Regions from separate parts of the Mus musculus genome. Here regions 1 and 2 are each linked to region 3. Evidence: chromatin contacts called from public promoter capture Hi-C data. All regions are on one chromosome and are shown on one strand. Each heading gives the region's core, a stretch centred on a gene start, on an enhancer-like site or on the middle of the called end of the contact. The rest is flanking DNA. Distances are from core to core; before and after follow the strand shown. Region 1 overlaps Garnl3 (GTPase activating RANGAP domain-like 3). Region 2 overlaps Garnl3 (GTPase activating RANGAP domain-like 3). Region 3 holds the start of Ralgps1 (Ral GEF with PH domain and SH3 binding motif 1).

The links. Promoter capture Hi-C pulls out the DNA fragments that hold promoters and counts their contacts.
Region 1: a promoter capture Hi-C map of the 3T3-L1 cell line shows a contact between it and region 3, with 5 times the contacts expected there. The contact joins the enhancer-like site here to the promoter of Ralgps1 in region 3. A contact is called at or near these places in 18 of 39 promoter capture datasets (the 3T3-L1 cell line, 3T3-L1-derived adipocytes, the C10 cell line and 12 more), 2 of 484 Hi-C or Micro-C datasets (bone marrow-derived macrophages and embryonic stem cells), 6 of 115 datasets of contacts at active chromatin or transcription factors (T-cell acute lymphoblastic leukemia, embryonic basal ganglia, embryonic forebrain and 3 more) and 3 of 9 other capture datasets (adipose tissue, liver and macrophages).
Region 2: a promoter capture Hi-C map of hippocampal neurons shows a contact between it and region 3, with 2.6 times the contacts expected there. The contact joins the enhancer-like site here to the promoter of Ralgps1 in region 3. A contact is called at or near these places in 14 of 39 promoter capture datasets (the 3T3-L1 cell line, 3T3-L1-derived adipocytes, HPC-7-derived erythroid cells and 9 more), 1 of 15 datasets of contacts at CTCF or cohesin (large pre-B cells), 15 of 484 Hi-C or Micro-C datasets (8-cell embryo, CD8 T cells, the MNK3 cell line and 10 more), 11 of 115 datasets of contacts at active chromatin or transcription factors (bone marrow-derived macrophages, embryonic forebrain, embryonic stem cells and 4 more) and 2 of 9 other capture datasets (embryonic stem cells and liver).

What each region holds. Positions count from the first base shown.
Region 1 is chr2:33,023,602-33,026,760 of GRCm38.p6, forward strand. It overlaps Garnl3 (GTPase activating RANGAP domain-like 3), which reads right to left. Exons shown (of 30, transcript NM_001355200.1): 13 at 2,479-2,587. Among named protein-coding and RNA genes, the nearest start is that of Slc2a8, 43 kb to the left of the region's middle. Within about 2 kb of position 1,635, at least 40 of the 459 cell types and tissues checked have an H3K27ac peak or open chromatin away from gene starts, as enhancers often do.
Region 2 is chr2:33,089,472-33,092,772 of GRCm38.p6, forward strand. The region is part of intron 2 of Garnl3 (GTPase activating RANGAP domain-like 3); the gene reads right to left. Among named protein-coding and RNA genes, the nearest start is that of Garnl3, 39 kb to the right of the region's middle. Within about 2 kb of position 1,305, at least 15 of the 459 cell types and tissues checked have an H3K27ac peak or open chromatin away from gene starts, as enhancers often do. A contact at or near this core is called in the MNK3 cell line, cerebral cortex, cortical neurons and 1 more, where this site is marked.
Region 3 is chr2:33,369,637-33,372,927 of GRCm38.p6, forward strand. Ralgps1 (Ral GEF with PH domain and SH3 binding motif 1) reads right to left here and starts at 1,858. Exons shown (of 20, transcript NM_175211.5): 1 at 1,634-1,858.

The DNA.
Region 1 (3,159 bases), core at 385-2,884, 350 kb before region 3:
CCCTGCCTGCAGAAGTGTTCTTGAGCAGGCCTCCCTGTGGCTAGGTACCTACTGCTCTGAAGTTGGGACAAAACTCCACCCCTTTACAAGGGACACACACACACAGGGGAGCCCTGTGCCTAGTGTTAGCATCTGTGTGGTCTTATACTGGGAAAAGGTTAGGTGAAGCCTCCACAGCTGTCATGGGAGTGTATAAGGAAATCCATGAAACAGTCAAGCAGCCAGGGAACCAGAGCAGCAGCTCCTGGCGCCGGCTACTCATCTATTCCACCACACGGGGAAACAATGGAAATGTTTCTGCTGTACACTTTCCCTCTCCTCCTGCCTCTGGCAGACAAAACAGACCGAGCCAGTGTAGCCGCTGGCAGCTGCTGAGCAGAGGCGCCTGTGCTTGGGATGAAGCTCAACGAGCGGCTCGGGCTGTGGGTCAGTGGCAGAGCACTTTCGGGACTTGTGGGAGACCTGGCTTCCACCAGCGTTTAAGAAAAAAGGACAAATGATATGCTATGGGGCTTCAATCTCAATACAACTCTTTAAAAATAAATCAAAGAGCACAACTGCCGCACCCAATAGTGCTCCTCTGGCCTGCTCTCACATCTCACCTCCAGCCCTGCTGCTGCCTGGGGCTGAAGGCAGCAACACTCGGGTGCAGCCACTCCTGTACTCTGCGGGATGAGGTCACACCGACCACCTGCATATGTGCTCAGGCCAGTGTGCAGAATGTCTAATAGGGAGCACCCTAAAGTGTCTCTAGCTATCTAGCTACCTTGTCTTCTGGGCTTCACTCAGAGAAGCCTTCTGTCACCAGGAAAAGGGGAATATTAGTGCCACAGCCCAATAAATGGGGGACATTATGCTGTAAGTAGGAGGAGCCAAGGAGGGTGTGTCTTCACCTTAATTATAACCCCTACCCTTGTGGGAGAAATTTGGCCATTTCAACTTTTAAAAACCTCCTTGTGAGCTCTGTTGTCTGACTTGAGACAAGTCAGTTTTATTGGCAGGCACCTGATGCGCAGTGGTCTGTCCCCCGGTGTTTTTCCCGGGGTCTCTGGGAACAGGAGTAATGAGACTCAACTTCATTCTGAGAATGCCCACTAGATGTCCTTTCCTTACTGTGGCCAACCTTCTGAGCCGCTGCCTTGAGATTGGCTCTCCTGGCCTGTAACCATGGTAAGTGGGCCGTGACTGAGGTCTGGCAGATAGGACGAACACATGCCCTGGGGTTGTCTGGCTGAGCAATGTTGAGAGGGCCAGCCCCACCACGGGCATCTACAGACAGTGAGCTGGGCAGGGTTAGGCGATGTGCGTAACATTGTTAATGTTACCATGCCGCAGCATACTTCAACTTAGCAGGTAGTATCAGGCTTAGAATAATTTCTCACAGTGAACTCCTGCCTCAGCCTCTCGGGTGCTGTAATTACAGGTGTCAGTCTGCATGCCCAGATACACACACACACACACACACACACACACACACACACAGGCCCAGGCCTTCAGTGTGTTGGAACTACAGGCATGCGGCAACAGATTTTATAGTTGACGTCACTTCCCAGAGGGGTCACTACTTATCCTTCACAATTGTTCATTACCAGTTCATAATAGGAAGCTTGCCTCACTTCACAGACTTCCTGAGGAAAGAGGAGGCATTCTGAAAGTCAATGTGGGTGTGGTCGCATGCTCCTGTAACCCTAGCACCCAGAGGTCTGAGGCAGCAGGCCGGAAGTGAGCTGGGAAACACTGTCTTCTGACCTGCAAACTCACAGCCAGTGCCTACCTGTACTGGCCTAGGCCCATCAACATCCCACTGTGGATGGGGAGGGGCTCCTGAGGCCCTGCCCCTCCCTGAAGAGCTATAGGCAGTTAATGGCTGCTGGGGTACAAAGAGCCATTTTCGGGCTGGAGAGATGGCTCAGTGGATGACTGCTCTTCCAGAGGTCCTAAGTTCATTTCCCAGCAACCACATGGTGGCTCACAGCCATCTGTAATGGGATCTGATGCCCTCTTCTGGTGTGTCTGAATACAGCTTCAGTGAACTCACATACATAAATAATTTAAAAAAAAGTCATTTTCTCAGTGGTGTAGCTACTGATGAGCTGCTCTCACTCAAATAAATGACCATCTGCGTAGGCTTTAACTGCATCCCTGGTTAGACACAGGTGGGACACACCCAGGTGAGAAAGCAGAGGGGCCTTGTTAGGAAGAAGGGGTGGTCAGAAGAGGGGAAGGATGGGAGGGTAGTGGAGGGTGTGGTGAAGGGATCTTGTGTGTGTATAAATTGAGAAACACAATGAAACAGTCCCCGAGGACTCCTCCCCGCTGCCTCAGAGGCGGGCAAGAAAGAAACACGCAGCACTTGGGCACACTGCCCGGTGGCGGGTGTCAGACTAGCCGCTCAGGTGGGTGTCACGCTGCCTATTACATGTCCTGGGAGGCCCCAGGAGGCTGGTGGGCAGGAGCATTTATGAAGACCCAGGATACGTGTAAAATGGGAGCGGATCATGGAAGGCTTAAAGGCGGGAGAGGACTCCTCTCCTTCCTGGAACACGATGGTGACAATATCGTTTCCAATGTGGCGCTTCCTTTCCACCTGTGAGGAGGAGAAATGACATGGTGAGAAGAGCTGCTCTGACAAGGGTCACTCAGTTAAGACACTGTAGCAAACCACCACAGCCACTGCACAGCCGGACGTCATGTGGCCTTGACAAGCCACCGGGCTCCTCTCCCAGTGCAAACCTCCTCACCAGCTTGAAGGACAACGTTCCCTCCACCCGTTGCTTCCTTATACCCTGACCTGTTCTGGGACCCATAGGAGCTCAGGAAGCAGTCACGAGGGTGTCTGAGGGAGAGACATGCACATGGGCTTCAAACAGTCTACCCCAGTGCTCCTCCACTGACCTACACCTCTGACTCTCCTCTGCTCATTTGAATGTTCATACTTAGTGCCAAGATGGCTCTATCTAATTTGACCCTAGTTGTCTTTCCAAAATGAGTTCCTAGATATGCGGTTGACACTTTTTTTTTGTATAAAAGGCCAGACAGCTTCAGAGACAGAGACTGTGTGGACTCTTTATACCTACATGGTCCCTAAAGCAGGAAAGCTACCACAAAGAATGTGTGAGCAGTGAGCGGGTGTGGTGTATGCCAGTAACACTGCACCCA
Region 2 (3,301 bases), core at 55-2,554, 280 kb before region 3:
CCAGGATGACTCTACATCAGGACAGCAATCCACTGTCTGCTTTGAAAGCAGTTTTCTTGGAACACAGCCACACCTACAGATTATGGACTGTCCATCTGCTTTGGCATTTCAACAGTGGACTTGAGTAGTTCCAACAGAAACCCTGATGGCTTATAAAGCTCAAGTTCTTTACTAAATGGCTCTCAAAAGAAAACAAACAAAAACCACACTGCCATCCCCTGTAGTGGTCTCATGAATCCCTACAGTTGGTTTCAGGGCCTTAATTCCCATAAAACACTCACTCTGATTCCCCTGGAGAGCTCTGTAACAATGCAGATTTCCTGGTCCTAGTCCCAGAGACCAGGTCTCTGAACACAGAGAATCGTGTTCAGCCCATCTGCCAGCCAAGCAAGCAGCCTGGAGGTTCCACTGCAGGTGGTCACAGGTGATACTTTGAAAAATTAATCTCTCGGTGCTTCTGGAATCCCTGGAAAACCTGGCAACCATGCTATAGTATATCCACAAGGAAGCACCAAGCCACCCGGGGAAGTGGTGACGCACACCTTTAATCCCAGCACTTGGGAGGCAGAGGCAGGCAGATTTCTGAGTTTGAGGCCAGCCTGGTCTACAGAGTGAGTTCCAGGACAGCCAGGGCTACACAGAGAAACCCTGTCTCAAAAAAAAAAAAAAAAAAAAAAAAAAGAAGTACCAGGCCTAGGCTCCTGTCGATGGGAGGAAGTGGGTGTTTTCCCTCCAAGCACTGCTGCAGCCACAGCCCTGGGCTCCTAGCCTCTCTGGACATCAGTTCCCTCATCTTTGAATTGTGGGTAAAGATATTCCATTTAAGAGAATTACAAAGAATCCATAAGGAAAAGCAGCCAATATGCTAAGTTACACTATGAAAGCTCATCTGAGTGTTTGCTATTATTATTGCCTCAATTATTAATCTCAGTTTCTCTCAGGTTTTTAGAGAGAGCCAAGAAGAGGAATTTGCCATAAATAATTAACCTTTAAAAAGACTTTTAAATAAACTCCTTCTTCCCTCATGTATCAGCAAGAGAGAGCCTGGTCCAAGCAGTGGGCTTCCTGGGACCAGACTGAGGGCACGTACCAATGCTGGCACCCATCTTCTCCTTAAGAGTGTTGGCCTAGCAGGGTACTTCAGTTAGAAACTACTCCAGACCTACTGCTGCCATGACAGGAGAAAAGACAAGTGAGGCTGGTGCAGTGGGCCACCAGAGCGAGGCAGGTGCAGACAGGAAGCAGGAAACTTCCAACTCCCTATGTACCGTGCTGTCCAGGCTCTAAATAGAAAGCCTTCTGTTTCTGAAAAGTGGTGTGGAAGGATGCTGGCTCTCACTTTGGAAGCTCGAACAGTGTGGAGGACCTCCATGCTAAGTCTCTACATATGGCCTGGGATGGAATCAAAGCCTTCCGCTCTACACACAGGCTAGAGCAGCTGCTATTATGTAAGTCTGATTCCTGGAAAGCAGGAGCAGGTCCTCTGCCGAGTCAAGAGCTGCTAAGACTGAGTAAGAAGACAAGGGGAGACAGGTGGTTCCCACCCCGCTGGCCCTGAGATCGGTGCCACCCCTCTCAACTGGCCAGACCCATGCGGCCAGGCTCCCATTGGGTCTCAGACCCAGTTAATGTTTAAAACCAACAGCATCAATAAATGCTCTCTCTGGTCAGTGAAGAGACTTTGTGAGAAACACCATGCAGTTTTCTTAAGTTCTCCAGTAGGAGAGTTCAATGTGAGTGCCAACACAGGCCTTAGCCCCCTGACAAGCACACAGCAGGACACAGATGGAAAGGATCCCCCACTGAAGGCCAAATCAACTTTTTAATGGTGCCAGACTACAGACTGAGGCTTGGAAGGAATCCAGGGTTTCCTAACAACAGGTACCAAAATAGCATGGTATACAAGAGACCAGTTGTCTTGCTTTCTAAAATATATCAAGAGACAGAAAAGCAGAGATGTGATTGTACATTAATTCTAATGATGACATATAAGACTTCTAGTGAAGGCATGGAGGAAATCAGGAAGTAGGAACCAAGGAGGGAGGTTTCTGGAGTGAATGCATCCCCCAAATCAGGGCCCTTTGATTATTTAATTTTTATCTTTAACGTGCTTGGGTGTTTTTACACATACATGTATGTGTATCACATGTGTGCATTCCCTAAGAGGTTAGAAGACGGCATGGGGTCCTCTGGACTCAAGTTATAGATAATCGTGAGTTGCCAGGTGGGTGCTGGGAATTGAACTCTGGTCCTCTAGAAGAGCAGACTATGCTCTTAACTGCTGAGCCATCTCCCCAGTCTGCTAGTCCTCTTTTTTTTTTTCTTTAAACACTTTGAAATACATTCTTCACATAATATTTATGTATCCACTAAGTTTTGAGGAAGGCCATATACCCAGAGCCTACATGGTTCCTTAGCATAAAGAGTCCTGTGATAAATCACTGCACAGTTCTCTTCACTAACAATCTCTACCAGTCTAAAACTGCTTCTCTGGAATGAAAAGCGATGACCACCACAAATAATGCAGAAGGTGTGAAGAAGCTTCCACACTTGCTCATTGCAGAGAGGCCATTTCTGATTAAACTACACAGTTACCATACGATCCTGCAATTACACCATGGGGCATTTATTCCAGAAGAACGAAAATATTACACCCACAAAAACCTGTCTGAAACACATTCAGTTTATGCTTATTAATAATAGCCTCAAACTAGAAACAATCCAGATGTTTTCCTAGGGGCAAAGAATAAAACAAACGGCAACATATCCAACCTTGGAATACTACTTACCAAGTAACTGACTAAAACCACTATGCACAACAATGTGGATGACTCTTTAGGGGAGCTGTGGTGAGTGGATTTAGCCACTCCCAAAGGTTTCACTCAATACAATTCTACTTATATAACATTTTTCTTTGTTTGTTACAGTGCCTCATATATCTTGAACTCACTATGTAGCTAAGGAAAACACTGAACTCTTGATTCTCCTGTCTCCACTACAGAGTTCTGGTTTTATAGGTATATAACCCCACTCCTGGTTTACTTAGCATCCTTGAAATGGCAGGGTTCTGGTTATGACAGCCCCACCCTAGGGATGGAACTATCCTGCTTCTTCTCTGTGGTGCTGGACACAGTCATTTGCCCATGAGATCAAACTGCATGTGGAACTGGGGCGACTTAAGACCAGTGGATCCCATCTCTGTTTCCTGCCTGAGATGCTATATGATGCTGTATTCCGTAGTCATGCAAGATGTCTCCAACAGCATTCTCTGTGTTAGTTCTCACAACTGAGTACAAATTTG
Region 3 (3,291 bases), core at 608-3,107:
TGGGGTCCAAAGGTCAGCCAACAAGGGAAACACGCTTCCCTTTCCATTCATCATGGCTCCCCAGGCTGCATTCCTGCCCAAGGCTGCACAGGGAGTACCATAATCTAAACCACCTCTAGTTTGGAGGAGGGAATTCCCCAACACAAATGTGATTCAAACTCTCAAGAGAAAGAGACTTTTATTTTTCTTTTTTTCTTTTTTCTTTTTCTTTGTGTGTGTGTGTGTGTGTGTGTGTTTTGTTTTGTTTTTTTTTTTTTTTTGAGACAGGGTTTCTCTGTGTAGCCCTGGCTGTCCTGGAACTCACTCTGTAGACCAGGCTAGCCTCGAAATCAGAAATTGCCTGCTTCTGCCTCCCAAGTACTGGGATTAAAGGTGTGCGCCACCACTGCCCGGCAAGAAAGAGACCTTAACTCACCTCTTGACAAGGAATTCCCCTCTGGCCCTGGAAGGTCACAATTAGGCACCAGGGATGGTCACTTTGACAACAACAAAACACACAAAAAGGCAAAAATAACTCCCAGGTGTCTGTCCCAGCTCCAAAGAGCCAAGTTCTCATTCCGCCTCTTCGCCCCCACCACGCTGCCTTTTCTATCTTTTTGAGACCAGCACTGTGAAGATCTGCATGAGCATCTGCTACCATGAGATCCAGAACCCTTCCGAGCATAGCATCAACGACTACTCTTGAAGAGCACACATTTTCCAACAGCTGATCAACCAATGAAACCTAACCACCCCGAAATCCAGCCAAGCTCCTTCAACAGCAACAGGGGAGTAAAACAAAAACAACAACAACAACAACAAAGGCAGTGTGCCCACTTAGGGCTCGGTTTGGCTCAGGAAAGCAGTCGGCCTATTAACCAGGGCAGCTGCGATCCTTGTACGACTCAGCAAAGACACAGGCTGCCCTGGCCTGCCCCTCCAAGAGACAACCATGGATGCCTCCAGAGCCTGCAGAAAACCCAAAGCCCCAAGACGGCGGCGGAGAGGGCAGCTTCTTCCTTCTCCAAAAAGGGTCCCACTCACCCTCAGGCTAGTCCTCACCTGCAGCCCTGCTTCCGGACCTGCCAATGATCCTCAGCCCCGCCCCCTGCCTCCCCCCGCCCCCGCCCCTACAGGGTTTCCCCAGCCCCGCCCACTGCACCTGTGCTTTTCCCTAGACTCTCCTTGCAGCCCCTCCCATTGCCACCCCATGCCCCGCCCCTCGCACCTGAGCCCTTTCCCCGCCGCTAACCTACACACAGGTTCCCTTTCTGGTCCCAGAGACCTGAGCTCCCTCCAGACCCCACGCCTCGCGCCCAGGCTCCGCCCCCAATCCATCAGGCCGCGGGACCCGCCTCCTGCACCTGCGCCCTTTCCCCCCCAACACCACCACCACCACCACCACCCCCCCCCCCCGCTCCGCCATCTCCCCGACAACCACACGCTGTCATTCGCGTCCCTGGGACCCGAGCTGGCCATGGTCCCGCCCCCCCCTCCAACCCCAAGCCGAGGTCCCACCCTCGAGCCGAGGCCCCGCCCCACCCCCTCCGGCCGGGGATCCCGCCCCGCCCGCCCCCATTCTCCCCCCCCCTCCGCCCCCCGCACCTGCAGCGGCTCGCGCCCAGGGCCCCGCCCCGCCAGCCGCTCCTCTCACCGCTGTAGTCCGGGCTGGTCACCTTGACGAGGGCCGCAGTGGCTGCCACCGCTTCTTCATGGTCTTGCGAGAGGCCCAGCGGCAGCGGCGCCTTCGTTCCGAGACCGGGGCCGGATTGAGGTTGAGCCAGGCGCAAGCTTGAAACGCGAGGCCGACGCGGGAGCCCAGCCGGTGCCCAGCCGCAGTAGGAACCGTCCACTCCTGGGCCTGAGCGGCGGCCGGCTCAGCCAATCGGCGCGCGGCACCATACCAGGGTTCTCCAACCAGCTTGCCGTAGGGGCGGAGACACGCAAATGAACCGGCTGGTTGCACCAGTGCGCAGCCGCTGCAGCAGCGGTCCCCGTTCCCCCCACCCCCCCACCCCCCACCCCACCAGCCGCGGCCTGCGCTTCGGTCTTGCAGACGCTCAGGCTTGCAAGGATGCTCTGCTGTTCTCGTCGGGCTCAGCCGCCCGCCACGCCCACCCCCTGCCTAGAAATAGACTCAGTCTACAAACATCCTTCCAGGCCTCACCCAGTGTCCTTCTTAAATTCCTACCTAGAGTTTATCGTTTTCAACAACAACATCAAAAAAAAAAAAAAAAAAAAAAAAAAAAAAAAAGGCTTTGTGAGCAAGACATCATCACCTTAGTCCCATTCTTCACAAACCTATCCCTAGGTTTCTTTATGTGATTCTAAATCTGTCAAATTGACAATCACAGTCAATCCAATAACACACTTCGAGGTCCTTGAGACTGACCCATGGTTTTCACAACAGGTAAAAGTTAGGCCTGAAGAGGGTCTTGCCCAAGACCATAGCGTTCAAAGCAGGGAGAATGGGCCTGGAAGCTGTCTCCCTGCACCCAGACCCTTTTATGGCTGGGCCAGGCAAACGCAGTGAGTAGAGCTTAAATCATCTGGCTTAAAGGCAGAGATACTAAGTTACAAAGACCGTGGAAGCCAGTGGGTGGCTGTGAATCCCTAAAGTCAGAACCACAGCAAAATTCTGTTACGCCTACAAGAGAAAGGAGGGTAGGATGCTCTTTGGACTTGTAGACAAGATCATTTTGATAACGTAATTTTTGCTGCTATGGCGTCGCTTATGGAAAGATTTAGATACTGCACTATTTAAAAGAAGAGGGAGAGGAAAACAAGAGAATCAGCAGAAATTAAACCACTTTAAGAGTGAGGTGAGGGAATAGGGGATCTCTGAGGCAAACGTCTGCTATTTTGCATGAAGAACACAGTGATGCCCGAAGGATAGTCTTAAACTGTTTCCCTTAGATAAAACAAGAGATGCATGGTGTGAGGATTCTTTTAGAAAATTTGGAATCCAGAGAGGCTGAGAGCTGAGCGCAAGCTTGAGGAAGCTTGGGTAGATGGCTATAAAGTTAGGAGTGATGGTCTAGCGTAAAGTGGAGTGCTCAGGACACGCATAAGAAAATGGACGTAGCCAGGCGGTGGTGGCGCTCGCCTTTAATCCCAGCACTTGGGAGACAGAGGCAGGCGGATTTCTGAGTTCGAGGCCAGCCTGGTCTACAAAGTGAGTTCCAGGATAGCCAGGGCTACACAGAGAAACCCTGTCTCGAAAAACCAAAAAAAAAAAAAAAAAAAGAAAAAGAAAAAGAAAGAAAGAAAGAAAATGGACGTGCTTGTAGAGGTAACCCTAATGCTTAGGAT